3 separate regions of the Zea mays genome follow, and regions 1 and 3 are each linked to region 2. The links are chromatin contacts, called in public Hi-C maps. All regions are on one chromosome and are shown on one strand. Each heading gives the region's core, a stretch centred on a gene start, on an enhancer-like site or on the middle of the called end of the contact. The rest is flanking DNA. Distances are from core to core; before and after follow the strand shown.

Region 1 (2,700 bases), core at 75-2,574, 190 kb after region 2:
GATGCGCAATTATCTAGCACATATATTCCATCGGACTTGTATAGACTAGATTTGCAATTTGAAACGGAAGGGGACGACGACAGCTAGCAGACCTTGAATACGCATGTCACAGTGCCGCGTGCAGCCGAAACGGAAACGGAAACGGAAAGGAACGCTCGTACGTACAGCTGCCGCGTTAATTCACGGACAGTGCGATCACACTGAAAGTGTTGACTTGCTGTAAATTCTGTAATAAATCTTGCCGCCGGTTCGTTCTGCGGAAAAAGTCAGCCCCGCCCGTACCCTCCTCACCGCAGGTGATCGATGGGGGGTGCCCTGCTGCCATCCATACACGAGCTTATTCGGCAATCCCGCTGGACTGGAGGGATACACGCCCACGTTTCGGTTTCGGGGCAGCGTTACGAGGCCCTCCCTCGCTCTAGGCCTGCGGCGCCCGGACACCTTTGTGAGAATGAGACGCACTAGTACGTAGGCCTCCGCTCCGGTCCGCGACCGCGAAAGAGGTGAGAGCGCGGGTGATGGGCATTTACTCCCTGATGGTGCGGTGGTTGCTGGTTGGAAGGAAGCGCAAGCGCTCTACGTGCATGCGGCGACACGGGTACCGGGCACACCGCCCCGCCCGGCCGTCGGATCAGATGCCCGTTCCTTACTAGCAGAGCACCGCTTCTCGGCGTGGCATGCCCTCGATGGTGGTGTACGCAGGCCGCAGGGGGGCGTAGCGGTACAGTGCACAGCGACGCGCCATGCTGCTGTGCTGTGCTGTGGCCTGTGTTGGTGGAATGGTGGCGGTAGTAAATACAGGTACCGGCAGGGCAGCATTGCCGTCCGTCCGTCCGTTTTGCCAAGTGCGGCGTGGCACGCGGAGGTGGGGATGGAAAGAACAGTGCCGATCGAGGGGTCTGTAGTGTAGTTACGGCCACTTCGTTTGCATCATGTGACGCCGGACAGGGCTAGCGCTAGCGCTAGTACGGTTTGCTTCCTTTTGCAGAGGAGAGGAGCTTCATGACCTGGTAGCGCACATAAATTCCATGACATAACTTACTGCTGCAATTCCATGCAAGTTTCGGTTTATGCGAACTCGGGGTACATCGAACTACAGTAGTAAAATTTTAATTACCGAATATCGGAAATCAGGGATAGTGTTTTTTTTAATCCAGGATGGTAATTTTTCTTATCCGATTTACCGGAGCCCAAGCAAAAAAAAAAACAAATTAACGCTAGGCCAAGTAGGCCGCTCCGGGTCCGGTTCCGTTGGAGGCCTGGGCCAGGACAGGCTGGGCTTCAGAATGTTCTGGTCCAGTGCCCAGGTAGCCCCGGAGGAGAGGAGAGGAGAGGAGAAAGGCACGGAGAAGTGAATTCTGTACACTGACCACATGCTGTTCTGTCCCTGGCGGGCGCCGGCCTGGCAGTGGCAGAACGGGCGCACGAGGAGGAGGAGGCGAGCCAGCGGAGCAGTTGTTGTGGCGCCCCTACCACGTGTGGTGTGGGGACTGCGGACTTGCGGAGCGGAGGCGGAGCGCCGGAGCGGTGCCTCGGCGTCTCCTGGGCACGGCGGATGTTGTTGCGCGCGCGGGGGCAGGCAGGCTGTGCGGGTGCGCAGTGGGATATAGGATATATATCGCCTAGCGCCCGCAGCCTGCCCGCCCGTGGGGCTGTCTGGCTCCTCGAGCGGCCTTTGTCCCTGGCCGGCGGATGGATGGGAGAGGTTCAGAGCTGGGGACTCTGGAGGGTGGTTTGGTTTGCCTTGGGTTGTTTGTTGGTGTTGGCCGGATGGGGGCACGCACGCTGACGCTGATGAATGAGGTGGGAGCGAGTGGGACGCCGTGCCATCGATCCAACTGCCAATGCCGGCGGGACTGGATGGCCGTGGCGTGGATGGGTCTCGTGGCTTCTGCCGGGGGGCAGGAGTCAACTCAAAACCGCGGCGGCGCGTGTGGAGGACCGTCTGTCTGATCAAATGCTCCACGATTCCATTGTATCCACAGCATCTACGTATCTACCTACAGTAAAAGAGCAGGAGTTATATATCCGTCCTTTTTCGAGGAAAAAGTTTCAAGATGTCATCACTGGACCGGTGCTCATTGATTGATTAGTGTTTCCAGTGTACCAATGCTTTATACTTACCATCACAAAACTGTTGAATAAGTAGACAAATTCCAAATTAAATTCCGAATGTAAATCATGACCAAATCAGAAGAACTGAAATAAAAGTCAAATCAGATGATGCGTACTGATTAGACTTACTGATTGTTGGCGCGCGCCAGGATCAGCTGGGTCGACGATGTCAGAGATCACGAGCAGTCGCGTGAAGACGCTTCCCAAAAACCTTATTCGCCCTCTCCCGGTGCAGGATCTAGAAGACGAAGGGTTCCGGAGACCTGCTCTCCTGATCGCAGATGCACCTCTGCGGTCGGGATGAAGGGAACTAAAAGGCGGCTCAGCTATGAAGAGAGGCGAAAGCGAACTGGGATCTGGGATGATTTGGAGGCTGGCTGCCGGGCTCCTTTTATAGGGCCGAGTCCGCGACCCCCGTGCTTATCCGCCCACGAAAATCTCGCAATCAGTTGAGATTTTATAGGGATCGGTTAGGATAAGCGTAACAGCCAAGAAACCAAAAAATCAAACGGCAAAAGGTAGCCGCGCCCCCGCAAGGCGAGGGGCCGGATTTCGGCGGACCATTCACGTGCATGTCGTGCGCCC
Region 2 (2,700 bases), core at 56-2,555:
TTGTATTCTTAAAAACTATGTTTTCAAAATCATGGTATTCTATATACCATGGTATTTTTGGAGTATTGAAAACTCCAACCTAAAAATTTCATTGCAAATCTGGCTTTTACCTGAATACCATGGTTTATAATGTTGTATCCAAATAGTGTTTCTTAAAACCATGATATTTTTTAGCTGGCCAAAACTATGGTATTGTCATGACAATTAGAAAGTATAGTATTATAAAATTGTGGTTTTGAGAAACATTGTTGTCAAATAGACCCAAATAATTGTCCCGATGTGTGATGGGTCCTGAGGACTTATACTAACACGTGCCCCAGGGCACGATGGACCCTAAGGACTTGTACTAGCAAGCATCTCAAAATACATGACATCTGAGGACAGTCTCATGGGTGCATCGGAGCATAGGTGGCCTTGGAGACCAGCCTTCATGCTAGTGCCTATTGGTACAAAGTTCCTTAGAAACTTAGAATATTTTATCCCTAAAGGTCTTGTGGTGCTTGGGGTTTAGGCCTTTAAATGTGTATTAGGCCTGAAAGGCCCTATGCCATGAAGGCAACAAGTCAGCTTATATAATGCCCTTATATAATGTTACTTTGAGTCGAGTCTCCAGAGGAGATCGTAAGACTTGAGACCCCTAGAGGAATGGTCCTGCCATGGTGGATCTTGAAATTAAGTCTCCCTAAGTGAAACCTTTGAGTGCAAATTGGCGGCAGCCAAGAATATAGCCTTCCATATAGGGTTCACATATACAATAGCACTATACTCCCTTCGTACCAAATTAAAATTTATTTTAGCCTTTTAATGGATTCATACAATAATTAATATATGTGTTTTATATATGGGTCTAGATTTATCATCATCCATTTGAATATAGACACAAAAACCAAGAGCTAAAACAAATACTAATTTAGGATGGAGGGAGTATTAAACAATGATACTAAATAGCTGGCTACAACACCTTTCTTATCAAGAGCATAAACATCATCCAAAACAACATGATCTAAGCTGACGTACTGAAATTAAATTTGCTAATAATATACAGCCCCACGTGTCGTACATAGACTTTTGCCCTATTTTGACAGGCTTGCAATCCAAATACATGTGTCGCTTCTTCTATTTGGGCATAGACAAACCCGGGATTGGCCAATGGCCACAAACAAAACACAATTTTATTATCTGTATTTTAGCATATAGTCTCAACTTTGACATGGCTAAACTAAAAAAAGACAGAAACAGAACATGAGCCCATATAGATCCCAATTTTGCTATTTGTTTTCCGTACTGGAGGCCCAGTAAAGAATTAACGACACATGAAATGTAGTGAATCAAACCCAGAAAACACGAGGCTAGCTGGTGGAATGAAGCCCAATATGTAAAACAAAAGCGTCCACTCATAAATCATAAGGAGCAAAGCTTTAGCAAACCGAACTGCTAAAGATAACCACGTTTCTTTTTGTGCGAAGCGAATAAGTACTCCTCTCTCTCTCATTTATTTAGGGTGATGGAGCGTGGACCGGAGGTTCTACCACCTGGATCAGCCTAATAGCTAAAATGCGCTCCTACCACCGTCTAATAGTGTGTTTAGTTGAGAAGTGAAGAAAAATAAAGCGGCTCCATTCTATTTTCTTGATGTTTTGTTTCTAACAAAAGATAAACGGATATGCTTATCGAATCTCTATATAAAAATTTACCATAAATAGCGGAGCGAGCGCTCTCCCGGACGCAAGAGTTCTCCTCCCTCTCCTCCCCTCTACACTTATATGACTCTCCAATCAAATAAAGAACGGAACGACTTCGCTCTATTCTACTTTTCAACCAAACAAAACATGGATTGACTCTATTCTATTTGTCAAACACATAACAGAACGGTTTCATTCTCAAAAATTGGAATGGAGCCACTTCATTCTAGTTGACTGTCCAACCAAACACACCCTAAATAGCCTCACGTTCTCGACCTATCGGCGCGGCCTACCCACTACAACCAACCACCGTACCGCGCGGCTCCACTCCGACCGGATGACTGAAACGTTAACATTAACGAAATGACTGAAATTGTAACAGAATGACTGGAACTGTATTGAAATTAGTGATTGACTAAGACTGGAATAGAATGACAGAAATTGTAACGGTAACAGAATAACTAAAATTATAACAGATAACTTAAACTATAACGAAATGATCGAAACTATAATAAAATAGCTAAACGAGTGAATGAATGAGACTGTAATGAAACGACTAAAACTTTAACGAAATGACTGAAACTGTAATAGAACAACTGAGTGAATGAATGAGACCGAGAATGACTGAAACTATAACGATAACTGAAACTGCTAATGGAATGATTGGAACCGTCGCTCCAACAGAATTGATGCACACAGACCCAATAAAAACGAATTAATCAGATCCGTTTTGCGCTTTGGTTCCACCGGTCCGGTCGACTACTGGCTGGTTAATTAGTTTGATTGAAGTGTAGGTCGTCCAAGTAATGCGCTGATTGATTTATCATCTTAGATTAAGAATAGAGTGTGTCTATATAGAGAGGAACACACACATTGTTCGTCATCCTAGATGATGATCATCCATCCTAAAATAATTTATGTATTAATTATATATGATTATTTTGCAAGATATCAAGGACACATCCAAGCCACTTGTTCGTGTGCTGTCTGTGCACAAAGGTAGGGAAATCCAACTGGC
Region 3 (2,700 bases), core at 183-2,682, 130 kb after region 2:
GATTTCTAGGCATGGCGCACAGCGGCATGCTTTTTCTTGGGGTTAATTTCTTAGTAGATGGCAAGAAGTCTAAAGAAAAAAAAAACGAGTGATCACTGAAATTAAGCTACATGTTTCTCTCTCTCCGCTCTCCCTTCCCTTCCCCCCTCCTCTCTTCTCCCTTCTCTAGTTCAAGCGGAGTGCGGCGACGAAGCTCCGTTGGCGTTGTCCGTGGTGTAGTCGGTGGCGACGGTGGGCGCCGACGAGGCGGCGCCGTTGATGTTGAAGCCGGTGGCGGCCGTCGGGGACGAGGTGAGGACGGGAGGGGGAGGGGTGATCCTGGACGGGTGGAATGACGGTGCTGCAGCAGCGCCGGCGCCGGCGGCTGGGGTTTGGAGCGACGCGGCGGCGGGGGCGGGGGCGGGCGAGGAGGCGCTGCGGCGGGCGCTGTGCCCGCCCAGGAAGTTGTGCTTGTTGTTGTGCATCCAGACCTTGAAGACGCCCTTGCCGACGCCGATGTCGCGGCACCACTCGTCGACGATGGCCTCGTCGCGCTTCTGCAGCCGCCACCCGAGCCGCTCCGACAGCTCCTGCATCCGCTGCTTCTGCTCGGCGGTGAACTTGGTGCGGAACCGCTTCCTGGGCATGGGCATCGCGCCCCCGGCGTGGGGCGGCGCGCTGGACGGCGTCAGCTGGGTCGGGGCCAGCCTCTGCGCCGGGGATACCGCCACCGCGGGCCCGGGCACGCCGGAACCTAGCGAGAGCACCATGTGCGGCGCCGTCGGGAAGTAGGACGGTGGCGGGGGCTGCTGCGCCACCGGCGCCGGCAGCAGGTGGTGCGGCGGCGGCGGCGGGGACACCGACCGCTCCTCGTCGTACTCCGAGCCTTCCGAGTCGGAATCGGAGTCGTCGGCGTCGACGACCCCCGGGTGGCGGTCCTCGGGCGTCTCCTCCCGGGCGCGGTGCGGCTGGCCGTGCATCACGCTCGGCGGAGGCGGGAGCGCCAGCGGCGCGGGCGCGGGCGGCGGAGGGGAACCCTCCAGCGTCCGGCGGTGGAAGTTGCGGTGGCACCCGCACGCCGCGCACTTGAGCGACGTCGGGTCGGCGGGGTTGGCCCCCGGCGAGGGCATGAACTCGCCGCAACCGTCGACGGCGTGCCCGCCCAGGCTCGCGGCGTGGTTCTTGAGGCACTCCCGGTACAGCGGCTCCCCGGCCAGCGCCACGGCCGCCGCCGGCTTCGGCTTCTTGAGGCCGGCGCCGTTGGGGAACATGACGGGCTTGTACTTGACGTCCATGGCTTCCATGCGGCGCCCCCACGCCCACTGGGGAGAGACGGGAGAGAGATTACCTCTAGCTCCTAACCCTGGGCTTTTAGCATGGGACGACGGGTCAAGGGAGGTGAAGAGAGCGCGAGGGTGAGGAGATAAGAATAAAAAGGGCAGCAGGAAGGCTAGTCACTAGTGTGTGTGAGAGATCCACAAGGAGGAAGGGGACGAGCTCATTTAATTTTTACTTAGCGAGCCAGAAAAAAAAACAATTTCTTTGGACGATACTCTATCGTATAGAGATAGATCAGTGACGACATGGGCTCGAATCCGTTGGAATATTGCTGTGGTGGCCGGGCAAAGGGTGCATGTAGACCACTGGATCGAGGATCAATGGCACCGGCGCATCTAAAGAAAAATGTGACATTTTTCTTTCTCTCCTTTGGGGGAGGTGTTGGTTGGACCCGGGATGTGTGAACTGTAGCCGTAACGACGTCACGGTATGGCATCTGTAAGCCGTTGTTATACAGTTGGCATCAACTATAGGGAAATTGAATACCATCTCACAACTACAAGAATTTAATGAAATGCTACCGGTTAGCTTAGAGATAGATACATAGATGCTGCTGACAATATACAGCTTGGATTGTCCAGACGGTTTTCCCTCCTTTACAACAGAGTACAGACCCAGACAGCCAGGAGTCAGCGCAAGTGTGGTCATAGATTCAAACCACGACGCATGTCTGTTTTCTTTTTTGTTTGACCATACGAAATATCCATCACATGTAACACCGCCTCACAATCTTCTCGTCATTTCCACTACAACACCTTTATTTAGGCATTTTATATCTACGTTAATCAAATTGAGCATGATTTTTTAAAAAAAAATTGGTCCCCCTTAAAGTTGTTGTCAAGCTCTGCCAATTTGTGTGGCATGGTTATCTTTTGGAATGTTCATACACGCACGTGCTCCCTCTGTTTAGGATTATAGTTCACTCTAACTTCGTGCTAAATCAAGTTTCTTCGTATCGACCAAATCTATATAAAAAAAGGATGCATCGACATCAAGAGCATCAAATAAGTTCTCTATGAAAATATTTTTATTACATAGCTATTTTAGTTCACGGATGTCAATATATTTTTTAAGAGCTCGGCCAAAACTAGAAAGGTTTGGTTTCGTGCAGAACTAGAGTAAAATGTAATTTGGAACAGGGCGAGTTACTTTCATCATCTACTGAGGGAGCTATAGCAACGCGATTACAAGGATTAAATGAAACACGCTGTTTCTTTGGAGAGAGAAAAAAAATGTGGATAATGATAGCATACACTACGTTTGAACTACAGTTGATAATTGTTTCCATATATATGTGTGTGGCTACGAATCAGAGTTTTCGTTATCACCTGACCGGGTGAAATTGAACCACAGTTCTTTGCATTTGTTTGACTGCTGATTCAA

Evidence for each region. Hi-C and Micro-C count contacts between places; a contact is called where the count stands out from the background.
Region 1: a contact with region 2 is called in a Hi-C map of leaf, with 2.6 times the contacts expected there. The contact joins two enhancer-like sites. A contact is called at or near these places in 3 of 25 Hi-C or Micro-C datasets (ear and leaf).
Region 3: a contact with region 2 is called in a Hi-C map of leaf, with 4 times the contacts expected there. The contact joins the promoter of LOC100279452 here to the enhancer-like site in region 2. A contact is called at or near these places in 2 of 25 Hi-C or Micro-C datasets (bundle sheath and leaf).

What each region holds. Positions count from the first base shown.
Region 1 is chr7:117,577,152-117,579,851 of Zm-B73-REFERENCE-NAM-5.0, forward strand. No RefSeq gene overlaps it. Among protein-coding and RNA genes, the nearest start is that of LOC100279910, 42 kb to the right of the region's middle. Within about 2 kb of position 1,325, at least 19 of the 20 cell types and tissues checked have an H3K27ac peak or open chromatin away from gene starts, as enhancers often do. A contact at or near this core is called in leaf, where this site is marked.
Region 2 is chr7:117,391,001-117,393,700 of Zm-B73-REFERENCE-NAM-5.0, forward strand. No RefSeq gene overlaps it. Among protein-coding and RNA genes, the nearest start is that of LOC100285819, 120 kb to the left of the region's middle. Within about 2 kb of position 1,306, at least 6 of the 20 cell types and tissues checked have an H3K27ac peak or open chromatin away from gene starts, as enhancers often do. A contact at or near this core is called in leaf, where this site is marked.
Region 3 is chr7:117,519,329-117,522,028 of Zm-B73-REFERENCE-NAM-5.0, forward strand. LOC100279452 (Zinc-finger homeodomain protein 8) reads right to left here and starts at 1,433. Exons shown (of 1, transcript NM_001152457.2): 1 at 1-1,433. The coding sequence starts at 1,283. The coding sequence ends at 171.